Regions from separate parts of the Gossypium arboreum genome. Here regions 2 and 3 are each linked to region 1. The links are chromatin contacts, called in public Hi-C maps. All regions are on one chromosome and are shown on one strand. Each heading gives the region's core, a stretch centred on a gene start, on an enhancer-like site or on the middle of the called end of the contact. The rest is flanking DNA. Distances are from core to core; before and after follow the strand shown.

What was found. A called contact is a pair of places that touch in the nucleus more often than the background predicts.
Region 2: a contact with region 1 is called in a Hi-C map of leaf, with 4 times the contacts expected there. The contact joins the promoter of LOC108467678 here to the promoter of LOC108460819 in region 1. A contact is called at or near these places in 2 of 5 Hi-C or Micro-C datasets (both in leaf).
Region 3: a contact with region 1 is called in a Hi-C map of leaf, with 2.7 times the contacts expected there. The contact joins the promoter of LOC108459840 here to the promoter of LOC108460819 in region 1. A contact is called at or near these places in 2 of 5 Hi-C or Micro-C datasets (both in leaf).

What each region holds. Positions count from the first base shown.
Region 1 is chr4:22,551,011-22,555,881 of ASM2569848v2, reverse strand. LOC108460819 (ACT domain-containing protein ACR6-like) reads left to right here and starts at 2,161. Exons shown (of 7, transcript XM_053027057.1): 1 at 2,161-2,630; 2 at 3,032-3,077; 3 at 3,196-3,310; 4 at 3,386-3,453; 5 at 3,514-4,131; 6 at 4,404-4,508; 7 at 4,651-4,871. The coding sequence starts at 2,584.
Region 2 is chr4:22,706,547-22,711,417 of ASM2569848v2, reverse strand. LOC108467678 (transcription factor TCP20-like) reads left to right here and starts at 2,054. Exons shown (of 2, transcript XM_017768411.2): 1 at 2,054-3,716; 2 at 3,821-4,040. The coding sequence starts at 2,591. The coding sequence ends at 3,493.
Region 3 is chr4:22,414,366-22,419,236 of ASM2569848v2, reverse strand. It overlaps LOC108459840 (glutaredoxin-C1-like), which reads right to left and starts at 2,053. Exons shown (of 1, transcript XM_017759233.2): 1 at 1,138-2,053. The coding sequence starts at 1,843. The coding sequence ends at 1,466.

The DNA.
Region 1 (4,871 bases), core at 912-3,411:
TATTATTATTATTATTATAACTAAAATTATATTGGTTTTAAATTTTTATAAATTTATTACATAAAATTTTCACCTACCATAATATAATATAACATAATTAGAAAACTTGTCAAACTGAACAGATTTTGAAGTCTTGAGTGTTGGGGCTTAGACTCTATTCATGTAGTCTTTCATTCCATGTGGTTTTTTTTTTTTTATAGGATTGAGAAAAATTGAGAAATTGAAAATCAATTCAAGTCAGAGGTGTTTGGATAATTTTAGTTCATGAGTTAGAAAATGGAAAATATCCAAATTAAATCGAATATCTATTTTATTTTATTTATAATTATTTTTATTGATGTAAAATAAGTATTTTTAATTAAAATAGTGAAATATTTGAAAATTACTATATAAAAAGTAATTTTTAGAATTGATATATAAAAGTTATTAATTATTTTTATGCATTTAAAAGATATGAAAATAAAATTGAGACTTTATTAAATAATATTAAAAATTTATTGTGTTAATTTAAATTTAAAATAAAATAAATAATAATAATCACAGATTTAAAAATTTTAAAATTTATCCAACCAAATAAAATTGAACCTAAGAATATGGGTAATGTGAAGAAGGAAGAAGCGAAGGCGGTTAGGCATTGAAATAATGTGGGCTAGGATTGCCGCCAAAAACAGGGGCAAAAATAAAAATATCCGACCAAACTGTTTTCACCACGTGCACATTTAACACGTCATCCTCCCTTATTTTCTGCCTCATGTGCTGCCAAAATCTTCGTGTGCCGTAATTAATTTATCACTTCAGTTAAATTATGAAATTGATTTAAAAGCACAACAGCGCTTTTTAGCAGGCATAACCGCCCTTCCAACTAGAGATGTGCATGGCCGGGTTACCCGGTCCCGCCCGAAGGCCCGCCCGAAATGTGGGAGGGTTTGGGAAAAAATATAGGCCCGAAAAATAGGCTTGGACAAAAAAATGAGGCATGTTTTAAAAATGGGCAGGGCCTTGGGTAAGGTATTTTTAGCTCGGGCTCGGCCCGGCCCTGCCCGAATTCACTAAATGACAAAAAAAATCTGCATATGTATTTTTTATTTTTGAATGTTATTTTCTTGTTGTTTTCTCTATATTTTGCTACCATTTTACTATTATGTTGCTATTATTTTGTTATTATTGTTTGGATATTGTATAAAATTTATTTTATTGTTAATTTTCTTGTTATTTTAAAGGCATTTGTTAATTTTTTTATTATTTTAGAAGCATTTGCTTGTTAAGTTGCATTTATCTTAGTGTTATTTAAGTCTACATATTTTTTAAAAGTTATTTTCAATTTGTTGAGAAATATTTATTTTGATATTTTTAGTATTTTGATGTATTATATATGTTTAAAAATAATAAAAATAATATAAAAAATTAATACCGACGGGCCGGACCTGGCTCGGGTTTTAGTATTTTTATTCGGGTCGAGCTTGGGCAAAATTTTAAGCCCTTTTTTGGGCCGACCGGCCCGAGCCCAATAAATAGGCATGATTTTTAGTTGAGTCCTACCCGAACCTGGCCCGGCCCATGAACACCTCTACTTCCAACCAATCTCTTACTTCCACGTTAACAATATTATAGATTCGATATTTTTAATTAAAATTAGAAATTTTACCACATATTATTATTACATATAATTTTAAAATAACCTAAAATCATAATAAAATCTAATTTTTAGAATTAATAATAATATATACCATGCATTAAAATAAAATAAAATAAATTTAAATAAATACATCAAAATAAAAATATTAAATTCAAAATTATTTATCATAATATTATCATTTTAGATAAGTTGATATTCTCAATTAATGATATTATTAATATATACAAATAATATGAATAATAAAATTAAAATGTATAAATGCTAGAATAAAACTATAATTGAAGTGGTTAAAAAGGATTCTATAAATAAATATAACATGAGTTTAAATCTCCACATTCATAACTTTTTTTATAATTTTGTATTGTTTTTTCTAAAATAAAAAAATCATTATAATAATATAATTTATTTAAAATATATAAAAATATAATAATCTTTTAATAAATTAATATGGAATTAACTCCCGACATCCACTAAATAAAAATATTTAATTAATAAAACCTAATCTAATTCAACTTCAAATTTAACCAAGATGGTTGTAATTTGAAATTAGGGAGAGATTCTGTAAAAAAAGAAGACATTAGGGGGGGATGAATTAAAAAAAAAAAAAAAGAAAGAAAGAAAGAAAGGAGGTCTTTTTCATATTTATTTTTCAACTTGGGATTGATTAATTATGTCTGTCCGTTAAAATCTTTAAAATCTTAAATGGCTAAGGTTTTACTTTACTTTTTATAGTACTACTTTTCGTTCTCTCGCTCTTGTGTTGTGTTTTCCTTGAATATTGGAAAAAGCCAATTTTTTTTCCTTTTTCAATTTTGATTAGTATCAAAATAGAAGGTATAAAAGGTGCTTTTGGAATTCTGGGCTTTGGTATTTGTGGTCTAATAAATTATTTCTGGGGAAAGTTGGGTGGTTTTTAGTTTGGAGAAAGTTGGATTCTTTTTTGAGAGATGGATGATGAATTTGCTAAGCTTGTCCGGAGGGTGAACCAACCCAGGTATTGCTTTTCATTTTTTGGATTTTTGATGGGACAGTATCAATTTTTATTTGAATTTGTTCAAGGGTCTGTCAAATTTTTCTCTTCTTTTTTCCTCTAAGTTTTTAGAAAATAAAATTTTCAGTTTTTACAAGTTATCCTCTTTCTTATCGTTATTGTTTCAATCTTTTTATTTATTTTTCTCTTCTTTTTTTTTTTCTTTCTGCTTTGTGTTGATCAAAGCTGTTTTTCTTCTCTCTTTTTTTTCTTAGTGTTATTTTCATGGTAGCCAATTACTGTTCCAAAATCAAGAGCGGCAATTGGACTTTCTATGCCAAAATGATATGTTTCCTTGAAGGCTCTTTTATTTGATTAGTTGAAAAAACAAAGTAGGGTTAATATGATGCTTATTTTTGTTGCAGAGTTGTGATTGACAACAATGCTTGTGAGGATGCCACTGTTATCCATGTAAGCTTCTTCCCTCTGCCTTTGCTGTAATTAGGTTATCTTACGTGGCTAATTAGTTCCTTAGATCTCTGTTTATCAACCTATCTATAATGGTTTAAATATGAATTTTGCTGGTTAGGTTGACAGTGTCAACAAACATGGGATTCTCCTGGAAGTTGTCCAAGTGCTTACAGATATGAATCTTACAATAACAAAGGCATACATATCATCTGATGGAGGATGGTTTATGGATGGTAAGGTTTTTTTTCTTAAACCCTGCTTGAATTGTATGTTAAATCCCGGGTTAACCAGTTACTTGTATGTTTCAGTCTTTAATGTTGTTGACAATGATGGCAACAAAATCAGAGATAAGGAAGTTATGGACTATATTCAGAGTGTAAGAACTTACCTCATCCTTATTGTTCAATGAATTTAACTACTGGCTTATCTTATATAGTCTGTTTTGCAGAGAATTGAAACTAGTGCTGGCTTTGTGCCATCACGGAGAGGCTCCGTAGGCGTGATGCCTGCAGAAGAGCATACATCGATTGAACTTGCTGGCACTGATAGGCCTGGTCTATTATCTGAAGTATGTGCAGTTCTTGCTGACCTCCATTGCAATGTTGTAAATGCTGAGATATGGACCCATAATGCTAGGGCAGCTGCCGTAGTTCATGTGACAGATGATTCAATGGGCTGCGCAATCAGTGATCCAAAACGTCTCTCAACGATAAAGGAATTGCTTTGTAATGTTCTCAAAGGAAGTGATGACTTGAAAACTGCAAAGACAACACTTTCAGCTCCAGGTGTTATGCACAGGGAGAGAAGGTTGCATCAAATCATGTTCGCAGACAGGGACTATGAAAGGGTCGAGAAAGCAGGAGTTAGGGCGGTAGAGGAAGGGAGTTCAAGACCTCAAGTCACTCTGTTGAATATCGAGAAAGATTACACTGTTATTACCATGAGGTCAAAAGATAGGCCGAAACTATTGTTTGATATAGTCTGCACTCTCACAGATATGCAATATGTTGTTTTTCATGGAATGGTGAACACAGGAAGGATCGAAGCTTATCAGGTGAGTTGGTTACAGTGAAGTAGCTTGTAAAAAAATGACAATAGCAAACCCTTTTTATTATAGTCACTATTAGCCAATGGTCAACTTTAACAGTTGACAAGTTGATGCTATTGAAACCACTAGCGTAAGATTGATGCTGACGTTGTAATCCAATTTGTATTGGAATTCTACTCAGTTAAGCACAAGTTGTTATTGCTTACAATTGCATCTTAACAGTGATAAACTGTTTTTTCCCCTATTTCCCACTAAACAGAACTTATGTTTCGTTGTAGGAATTCTACATCAGACATGTAGATGGGCTCCCCATTAGCTCGGAAGCTGAGCGTGTTCGTGTTATTCAATGTCTAGAAGCAGCCATTGAGAGGAGGGCATCTGAGGTATAAAAAAACCAGCTTGGCACAACTCCACATGTACACACACACACACGGAATAAATAAAACCAAAAGAAACCAAGAAAAATGATTATGGTAAGCATGGTTTCATGATATTACAATACCCTTGATCATTTTCATGGTACAGGGGCTGGAACTAGAATTGTGCACAGACGACAGACTTGGACTCCTGTCTGACATCACCCGTATATTCCGGGAAAACAGCTTGTGTATCAGGAGAGCATTAATTTCAACAAAGAGTGGCAAGGCCAAGGACACCTTCTATGTCACAGACGTGACAGGAAATCTAGTTGATCCCAAGATCATCGATTCTATCCGTGCACAGATTGGACATACCGCATTACAGGT
Region 2 (4,871 bases), core at 805-3,304, 160 kb before region 1:
GCGAGATATCCCAAGTTTATGACTAGGGTATGTTGGTAAATTTTATCAGGAAGAGTTGCAAAGTGATTGACAAGTAAGATAAGATACAAATCAATCTACAATTGTTATAGGATGATGAAACCACTCACTTATAATCAAAATAGGTTTTCAAATATTGAGTTATGGCATGAGGTAATAGGCCATGTACATTTCAAAGGATTGCAAAGATTGATAATATACAATCTTTTTAAAGGACTACCAAAGTTAGAGGGAGTAATTCCAAATATGTGTGGTGAGTGCTTAAAGAGGAAGTAATAGTGTGAGTCACTTCCCAATTATAATTGATTCAAACAATTGAACCTTTAAAGCTTCTATAAATGAATTTGATAGGGTCAATGAAGATTTAAAGCTTAGGATGTAAAAGATATGTTCTTGTAAGTGTAGATGACTATTCCATGTTTACATAGGTAAGATTCTTGTGTGAAAAGTTCAACACATCTGATGCCTTCAAGAAACTGTGTAAAAAAGCTGAGAATGAAAAATGTTATCTTATTGGGAAAATTGTTAGGATGCATGACCAAGTAGAGGAATTTGAGAATGAATAATTCTCATATATTTTTGACAATACGACATTCAACATGAGTTTTTTGGTCCAAAAACTCCATAACAGAACGAGATTATTAAGAGTAACAATAGGACAATTTAGGATATTGCTCGTGTTATGCTAAGTGCCATGGGAATTTCTCACAGGTTTTAGGTAGAAGCTATTGATATAACTTACCATATGATTAATAGTCTTGTAGAGGCCAAAGACTAAAATGACACCTTATGAGATGTGTAGAGGAGGGAAGTTAGTAATTGGTACTTCCATGTGTTTGGGAGTGTCTAATACATTCAATAAACTTTATAACTATATGATAATAACATATCAATAAATGATTTATAGAAGTAGTAATACTAATAGTAGCTAAAAAATAGTAGAAAAGATGTTATAATAGTACATTATTGATAGTATATGAATAAATTATTTTTATATTATCAAAGTGAAATTATACTTCAAGCTTTATAATATAAAAAATAATAAGTTAATTTACTAAGTTATACATTTTAGATTTAAATTTTTCTTAATATGCTAAGTCATAATTAATTCTCAACTAATATATAGTATAGAAGTAAATAATAATATTTTATAACAAATTAATAACATAATTATAAAATCAATAAGTGGTTGGAAGAAGTGGACTAAATTGAATTTTGGAGTCGACATCCTTGAAAAGGCTTTACTTGAATATCACTTTGCCCGATCAAGATTAATCTCACTTTGTAAAATAAATCAAAACACATGTAGTTATACCAAAAAAATCATAATCATTATTTTGATTGAAATATAATATTTATTTCTTTAAAATATAATATTTATATTTTAAATAATTCAAGTTTAAATTGTTATAGAAAATTAAAATAAAAAAATATTACATTCCTTTTTATTGATATTATTATATTGATTTATATTTTAAAATTCATATTAATAATAAATACATAGATAATTAGTTTTAACCATGTAAACGTGATATCATTAAATCATTATTTATTTTATTTATTTTATAATACCACATAGATATTATTAAAATTAATTATCCATATTATATAAAAATTATTTAATATACTATTGAGTTTTAAAACTTCACAAATAGGTGCAGAGGCGAATCTCGTATCGGCATAGGCCCTTCCTCTTAAAATAGAAAATTATTATTTAGGCCTTCTAATTTTTTAAAATTTTAAATTAATAAAGGTAAAATTACACTTTTCTTCTTTAAAATTATAAAATTTAATTTAATTTTTAAAATTATAAATATATAGACTATAAAAATTAAAATTATTTTGCCCCTAAAAATTGTTCTAGCTTCGTTACTAAACAAGTGATTGACAAGTATCGTAAAAATATAATGAAACATTCAAAATAAATATTTAAAAAATAAATATAAATTTTTAAAATTATTTATAAAATAAATAAAAATTTACCCTTATTATATTGCTTTTATTATAATGTAGGGTGAAGGTGTGATGAAGAGAAAGGAAGAAATCCATCAATCTATGGATATTACATATGGTTATATGGGGATGCGTGAATATCTTATTTATAATTTTGAAATTGTAATTTATAATAATAAGTATTGTAAATGATATATTCTGTGCGAATTAGTGTCTTCAGGTGAAAATGGCAGTTAAAGTAGCTATCATATCAGAAATGTTAGTCAAAAGCCCCCTTCACTGCAGTGAGAAAAAGGGGAAGTGACGAAGAAAGGAAAGGCTCATGCATTCATACATGAGCAATGGAGAGAGAAAAGAAAGAAAAATGACATCTTGTGAAAACCAAGAATAAAAATTTTGACATTTCGGGTGTGTGGGCTTTGGGATTTCAATATTATAATTATCATAGTTTGTCTTCACATTCCTTGTCAGAGAACAGTGAAAACTCATCAAAGTCTAGGACTTTTCAGGTCACCTTCTTCAATCAAAGAGGACTCCTCTTTATATATATATATATATTTTTTTTTTTTTTTGTTCTTTTAATTTGCCCCCACACCCCCCACCCATTTTTTACCTGTTTATGGATCCCAAGGGCGCCAAGCAGCCTCCAGAGGAAGTAGCCAACTTGTTGAGCCTGCCACCCCAACCCCAACAGCAACAGCCTCAAAACATGGGAGAGAATAAAGAAGCAGAAATCAAGGATTTCCAGATTGTGGTTGCAGATAAAGGAGAAGGGAAGAAGCAACAGTTGGCCCCAAAGAGAAGTTCTAACAAAGACAGGCACACCAAAGTTGAAGGAAGAGGTAGAAGGATAAGGATGCCTGCTTTATGTGCTGCTAGAATCTTTCAGTTGACCAGGGAATTGGGTCACAAGTCTGATGGGGAAACAATACAGTGGCTGTTACAACAAGCTGAACCATCAATAATTGCCGCCACTGGGAGCGGAACAATTCCAGCATCAGCTTTGGCTGCAGCTTGGGGCTCAGTTTCACAGCCAGGGGCCTCTCTATCAGCAGGGTTGCACCAAAAGATGGAAGATTTAGGGGGGTCCAGTATAGGATCAGGGAGCAGTAGGACCAGTTGGACAATGGTTGGTGGCAATTTGGGAAGACCCCATCATGTGGCGACCGGGTTATGGCCACCAGTCAGTGGTTTTGGGTTTCAGTCATCATCTGGTCCGTCTACAACAAATTTTGGCAGTGATAGTTCCAATTATCTGCAAAAGCTTGGGTTTCCAGGTTTTGACTTGCCAGCTAGTAACATGGGTCAGATAAGTTTCACCTCAATCTTGGGCGGAGCTAATCAGCAGCTCCCGGGTTTGGAACTTGGGTTATCTCAAGATGGTCATATTGGGGTCTTAAATCCTCATGCTTTGGACCAGATTTATCAGCAGATGGAGCAAGCTCGGATGCAACCCCAACATCAGCATCAGCGCCAGCAACAAACCCCTGCTAAGGATGACTCCCAAGGATCGGGCCAGTAAAGTTTTAAACTTTGAGAGCAAGATGAAAAAGAGTAGGATTCCTGAGACACAGGATGGCTTTGTTTTTTCTTGTAATGGTTCAGTATTGTATAATGGGGAAAACCAAAAAAAAAAAATAACAAGTGTGAGAGAAATGGATACTTTTCCTCTCAGAAATCTATGGGGACTAGATTGAGTGGCTTCTTTCTTTCTGCACTGCTTCACCCAAGTTTCCATTACAGAGGTTGTTTCTCTTGATTCATGCCTTCTGTTGAACTTGCATCCTCCGAATTCTTCAGAGAAGTACTAATTCTTTTGTGCTAAACTATTTTACTGTGGAGTGTGCAGGTGGAGCTTTGCGCATCTCAGTAGCTTGGATTTGGGCTCAACTTCTTGTTTGATCCAGGGTGTGTTGATTGTGATGCAAGGCAAATCTAATTGTTTTCTTCTTCACTACGTGTGGATAGATTGGCAACGGTTTGTTTGTGAAATTAAAAATAGGAATTCACAGTAATACATGTCCAGTTTCTTGTTAGATGAAGTAAGATTTCTTGTTTCTCTAAAAGAATATATTCTTGCACATAAAGGGCTAATTATTGATTACACCGTGGGCTCTGGCTGCCAGACCAAGCATGTTTCCTGCTATAGCATGTCATCTATCATATAAGAATCTAGTTCTTTTGTCATCACTTGAAAGTCGCTCCTTTGCAATGATCTTACCTTGTTTGGAAAGCTCTTTAGTGATAGTCCTTTTGTTGAACACCATATATTTCTCTCTAACATCCTAAATTACCATAGGTTCATTTTTTGTTTAAGGAACTTGTATCCACCCACCGCTTGAGCTTGACATATAAAGAGACTTGGCTTAGCATTCATGTATCATAGGATGTGTTATTAACTGTTTATATCTTCCTTGGATGTGCTATCACCAAATTGCCTAAGTAACTTTTCTAAACTGCGCTCTTAGTAAACTCTTGCTCCAGGTACAATGTTTTTAAAGAAACAATTTAGTGGTTGTGGAAAATTAACCTTGATATAAAGCTGATAAAAAACCACTTTTTTTTACAAAGTTAACATATTTGATAAAATTTTCTATAAAATACTTGGTGGGACTTTTATCAAAAAAAATACTGTAAGAGTAAAGCTTTAAGGAAATAGTGCAAGAAATGAGAATGACTATATATACCCATGAGATAAAATTACCGTGGTCCTAACAAGTCTAGAGCTTGCAGGTTTAATGTGTACTGAAATAGACATTTCAGGTTAACTTTGTCTTCTACTAGTTCTGTAATTGGATTGAAGCTTTTGCCCTCATATGGTGTTTTTGTAGAGTGTATTTATGTTCCTGTTGGATTTTCCATACTGTATTTATTGTCACTTACTCCTAGTCCTATATGGC
Region 3 (4,871 bases), core at 804-3,303, 140 kb after region 1:
TTATCTTTTTTAAATTTATATGATGTGGAAGTTTATTATTGGTTGGAATTTTATAACAAAAATAATATTTTGATTTAAAATAGGCAATGAAAGAATAGTTTAAGTACTAATTTTTGAGTAAATTTTTTTTAAAAAATAGACTTACCAAAACAAATTAAGTATCAAGATTGATACCAATTTACAGGTTAAGCATTGTTTTGGAAAGTTTAATCTTAGCAGGTTAAAATGGGTTTAAAGACGATTTGGTTGAGTTGGGGCAGAACAGAATGGGTTTCCAAGCGTTGGGCTGTTTGGTGGGTGGTTTTGCATTTGCATGCAGGCCTTAACAAATTATTGGATTGTTTTGTTGTGTGTAAATTTTGAAGGCAGAAATGTTTGGGGTGATTTATTTAGACCTGGACTACTGCTACATATATGTAATATATGGAATGGAGGTCAACATGATCTAAAGTTTCGTGAATCATCATCAATGTATGACTGTCCCTTTCTACCTTATCATCCTATGTCCTATATATATGAGAAACATTCAACCACTTGGGTCCAAAATACCATAACTTTTGCACTATCCAGAAGCTCACTGGAACTGCAAGTTAGTCTTGGAAATTCCAAGTAGATTAGACTGAATAAGTAAATATTTATGGGAAAAAGAATCAAATCATGAATCTCACACCCATAACAAGAAGAATAATTATATGCCTTTTATATTTATGCTAAGAGAGCCCAATGCCCATGGCCATGGCGATGGAAAGGTTCCTCGGCCACTCCCAACGCCCACCCACCTCCCAAAAGTCAAAACTTCCAATAGCTCCTCGTTCCTATCCATTTCCCCAGCACCATATTCATAAGATTCCATCTCTAGCAACTCACCGGCCTCTCTCTCTCGAATACATATTAATCTTTCCAACCCCACAAAATCATACACGTCATCATAATCCACTCTCACCACACGTGTTAATCCCAATAAGAAATCAATGGTTGTACGGACATTGACCCCTCTTCCTTCCTAGCTAGTCACTAATCGTCAAATCCTTTATTTTTACTGTTTTTATGGCTGTTCAGGAACTGAGTTCTTGTCTAAGCCCCTCCAATTTCATTGTTTGGTGAAAAAAAAAAAGCAAACTAAAGAAACAAAGAAAATAAAAAATGAAGTGGGAACTCATTGAAAATAACTATTTTAATTTGTTTCCTTTGTACAGAGGAGGGAACCATCAGCCATTACATTTCACACTTGAGATCAAAGACTAGTTAAAACTTGAAACAAAGGGCACACCAAAAAGACCCACTTGTGAGTAAAACACCAATAAGAAGGAAAAAAAAAAAAAGAAGGAAAAGCTTGAGAGACTAAAGACATATCAGCTACTGCTGTATTCCAAAATGGAGTAGACTCCAAAACTATCACTCCTCTTCCTCTGCCATGCTTTTCTCTATCAGTTTTTTTTTTTTTAATGAGGAATGCCAAAGATGATCAAAGCCAGAGAGCACCAGCTTGTTTGAGAAGAGGAACAAGAGTGCCGTTGATATGAGAAGCCATGACTCTATCCATTGTACCCACAAGCTTCCCACCAATGAACACAACAGGAACAGCAGGAGAGCTTCCAAGCAACCTCATCAAAGCTTTCTCCATGTCTTTCCCTCGAGGGTCTTGATCCAGCTCATACACAGTTGGGTTTACTCCCATCCCACAAAACAGCCTCTTAATGGCATGGCACATGCAACAACTGCTAATACTAAATACAACCACCGCATTCTCCGAAGCCAACCTCTCTATCCTCTCCAATGGATCCCCAACTGTAGTCCTGGTGGTCGGCACGTAAGAACCCCATGAACCTGTCTGGCAGTGCATTTTTTTTAGTAAATGCTAATAAGGTGACTGCTTCTGCTGCAAGAAATTAATAGAGGGGGGAAAAAAGAAAGAAGATTTGGGATTTTGGCTGAGGTCAGTGAGTGAGATCAAATGGTGAAGCTTGCCGCTGGTGAGAAACGAGGAAGGTTTTAGTTGGTATTTATAGAGAAGGGAATGCAAAATATGGGCAAGTTTTTTTGGGGAATCATCAATGTTTTATTGTTATTTTAATGTGAATATAAAGGAAAGTAAACAAAGTTGGTCTCTTGAGTCTTTTGCAGTCCTCACTCCAGTCCAGTTCAATATTTGGAGAGAGAGATGGCAGTAAAAAGAGCTATTTATGTTGTCCTTTTCCTTAAAAAAAAAAAAAGGTCTTTTCATGGGTTTAAGCAATAATAACGAGTTATATATATCATCTGAGTTGTGTGAACTAATTGAGAAGTTTTGCTTTCATTTAGAAATTCAACTAAATAATTACTAGGGTGTGAGACTAAAAAAAGTTATCATTAATTTTCATCTAATTGACTACATGATATATGTTAACTCGTATTCTTAGTTGATCACTGATGATTGCGATGGATATTTTAGTTTCCAACTTTTATATATATAATCATGAGGTAATCTTTTCATCAAAAATTATTCTTAGTTAATATGTTAATGTTTTTTTTAATGAATTTTATTCTCTTTCAATCTTTTTTTTTTGTATATGTACCTACTTATCCTTTAATTATATATTACGTTAGTTTATTTTTTTATTAATTAATATGATGATCTAGTGGTGAGGTCGAATATGAACATTCTCAAGCGCTCTGATTCTATAACTGGTGTGGGGCGGTTTCTTCCTTTCTAGAGGGAAAAAAATAAACAGAAGAGAATTAGAATATTGCAAATATTTGTTACATATGGGACACATAATTTATATTATCTGTTTAGCATCTTAGATTATATATTTAGCTTCCAATAAGGAAGAATTTGATCTTTATTCCTTTTAGACTTGACTTTCTAGGCTTTTCAATAAAATTAATATCATGGATAATTATTTCTATCAAATAATAATTTTATTTATTTAATAGGGTAGACTGGAATTATAAAACTTATTTGAAAAGGTAAATATAAAAAGAGTGAAACATGATAGTCATAAATAACTTACCAATCACTCTTTGTCAACCACGATTGGGTTTGTCTAGATTTTATCCCTCCTAAATTATTTGATAAATTTAATATCTTTTCTCCACAAGTACGGAAGCACATGCAATGTTGCTTCCATGGCTCACATGCAGCACGCACGCATGCCTTGGACTATACATGCAGCCTTGTCTAACATTTATGCAACAATACCTGCATTTTTATTTATTTATTTTATTTTTCATGATTATGAAGTTAACTAAAATTAAAGTGGTGAAAACAAAAGGAAGCACAATGAGATGCTGAGGGTTTAAAAAAGGTTTGGGTGGGAAGCCAATGGGGCATGGCATGGGTTTTGGTATTTGCAAGCTAAGGAGTGTGTTAATGTTGTTGGTGAGAATAATAAATTAAAAGAAAACGGTATTCTTGGATTGTGCTTGTCGACTTCTTTTTCAACCTCCTACACCTTTCTTTTTGTGGATTTTGCCAATGAATAAATTATTAAAATCGTATTTAACCAAATATTATTCCTACTCATAAACAATATTGATATATCTTTATTTATAAACCCCAAAGAAAGCTATAGAGATTATTGTGTTATGTTAATTTGTATCTTTCTTTTTTATTTTCAAAAAAGAGGGGGATGCATGGTGGTGAATCAAAAACTAATATGTACTGCTATGATCTGATAGAGATGATTTGATGAGTCAACTTTGAAGCTTTTGGAAATGAAAAAAAAGGCATGCATGCTTTAGATTTTTGAAGTATGTGGATGGATGTACCTCGAGTGAATATGTAGATATAGTCTAAAGTCTTAAAAAAGATTGAAAGATTGAAATGCCATAACATTCATGTAGCTGTCGCTCTCTGCTCTCCCTATGCCTATGCCACTAAAAAAGAAGTTATGCTTTTGCTTTCTTTCTTCAACCCTAAACCCTATTTTCTGATCAACATTTCTTAATGGTCAAAGTAAGCACACCAGCTTGGTCAGGATTGATGTTGAATCGTAGCCGTTTGATAGCTGAACAAAAGTTGATCAAACGGTTGGAGTTTTCATACACATATATATTATATTTCAACAATATATATATTACACTTGGGTTTAGCCTAGCTGCTGACAGTATTATATATATAGCAGAAGCTATAGCTTTAGAATGAAAATAGAAATGGGGCGTGATCGTTTTGTCAGCTTTTTCTAATTTTGTGTCCAATTCTACGTTTTATCCCTTTGCTTTTCCTTTTTTTTTTTTTCTTTTACCCTTTTATAGTGAAACAATGGCCAAGTACACATTTCAACTGTCCATTGAAATAAACAGTATTTAGGACAATAATTCCTAAGCTTCATCTCATACTCGTATATAATATATATACTAGTTCCATATTTGTTGTTTTATAATGTATATTATTATTTAGATAAAGTAATTAAAAAGTAATTGCATTATTATTTTTAAAATTAATATTCTTTTACAATATGTCAATAAAAATAAAAATACTTTTTTAAAATGAAAAGTCATGAGGATTAAAATAGTAAATTAAAAGTTGAACTTTTTAATAAATTAAAGTATGTAAGAAAGTGAGGACTAATCTAGCAATTTCAATATGTAAGAAAGTGAGGACTAATCTAGCAATTTCAAATGATAGAGTACCTTATCTGAAAACAGCCTCTATCCTTTAAATAGCAAGCATTTTCTCTTTATTTTTCTTACTTGAGTCACTTTTTTCTTTTTTTTATCATCGTCGTGATCTAGTGCCGAAAACTTATAGTTCTCAAGATTTCGACAAAAAAAACTCAAAAGTCACCGAATTTTTTTTAGTAAAATATCTGTTTCTATCTTTTTTATTTGAAGATCTCTATTTTGTAACATGTGTATTTTCTTTTCTACTTCAAGACTGCTGAAAAATA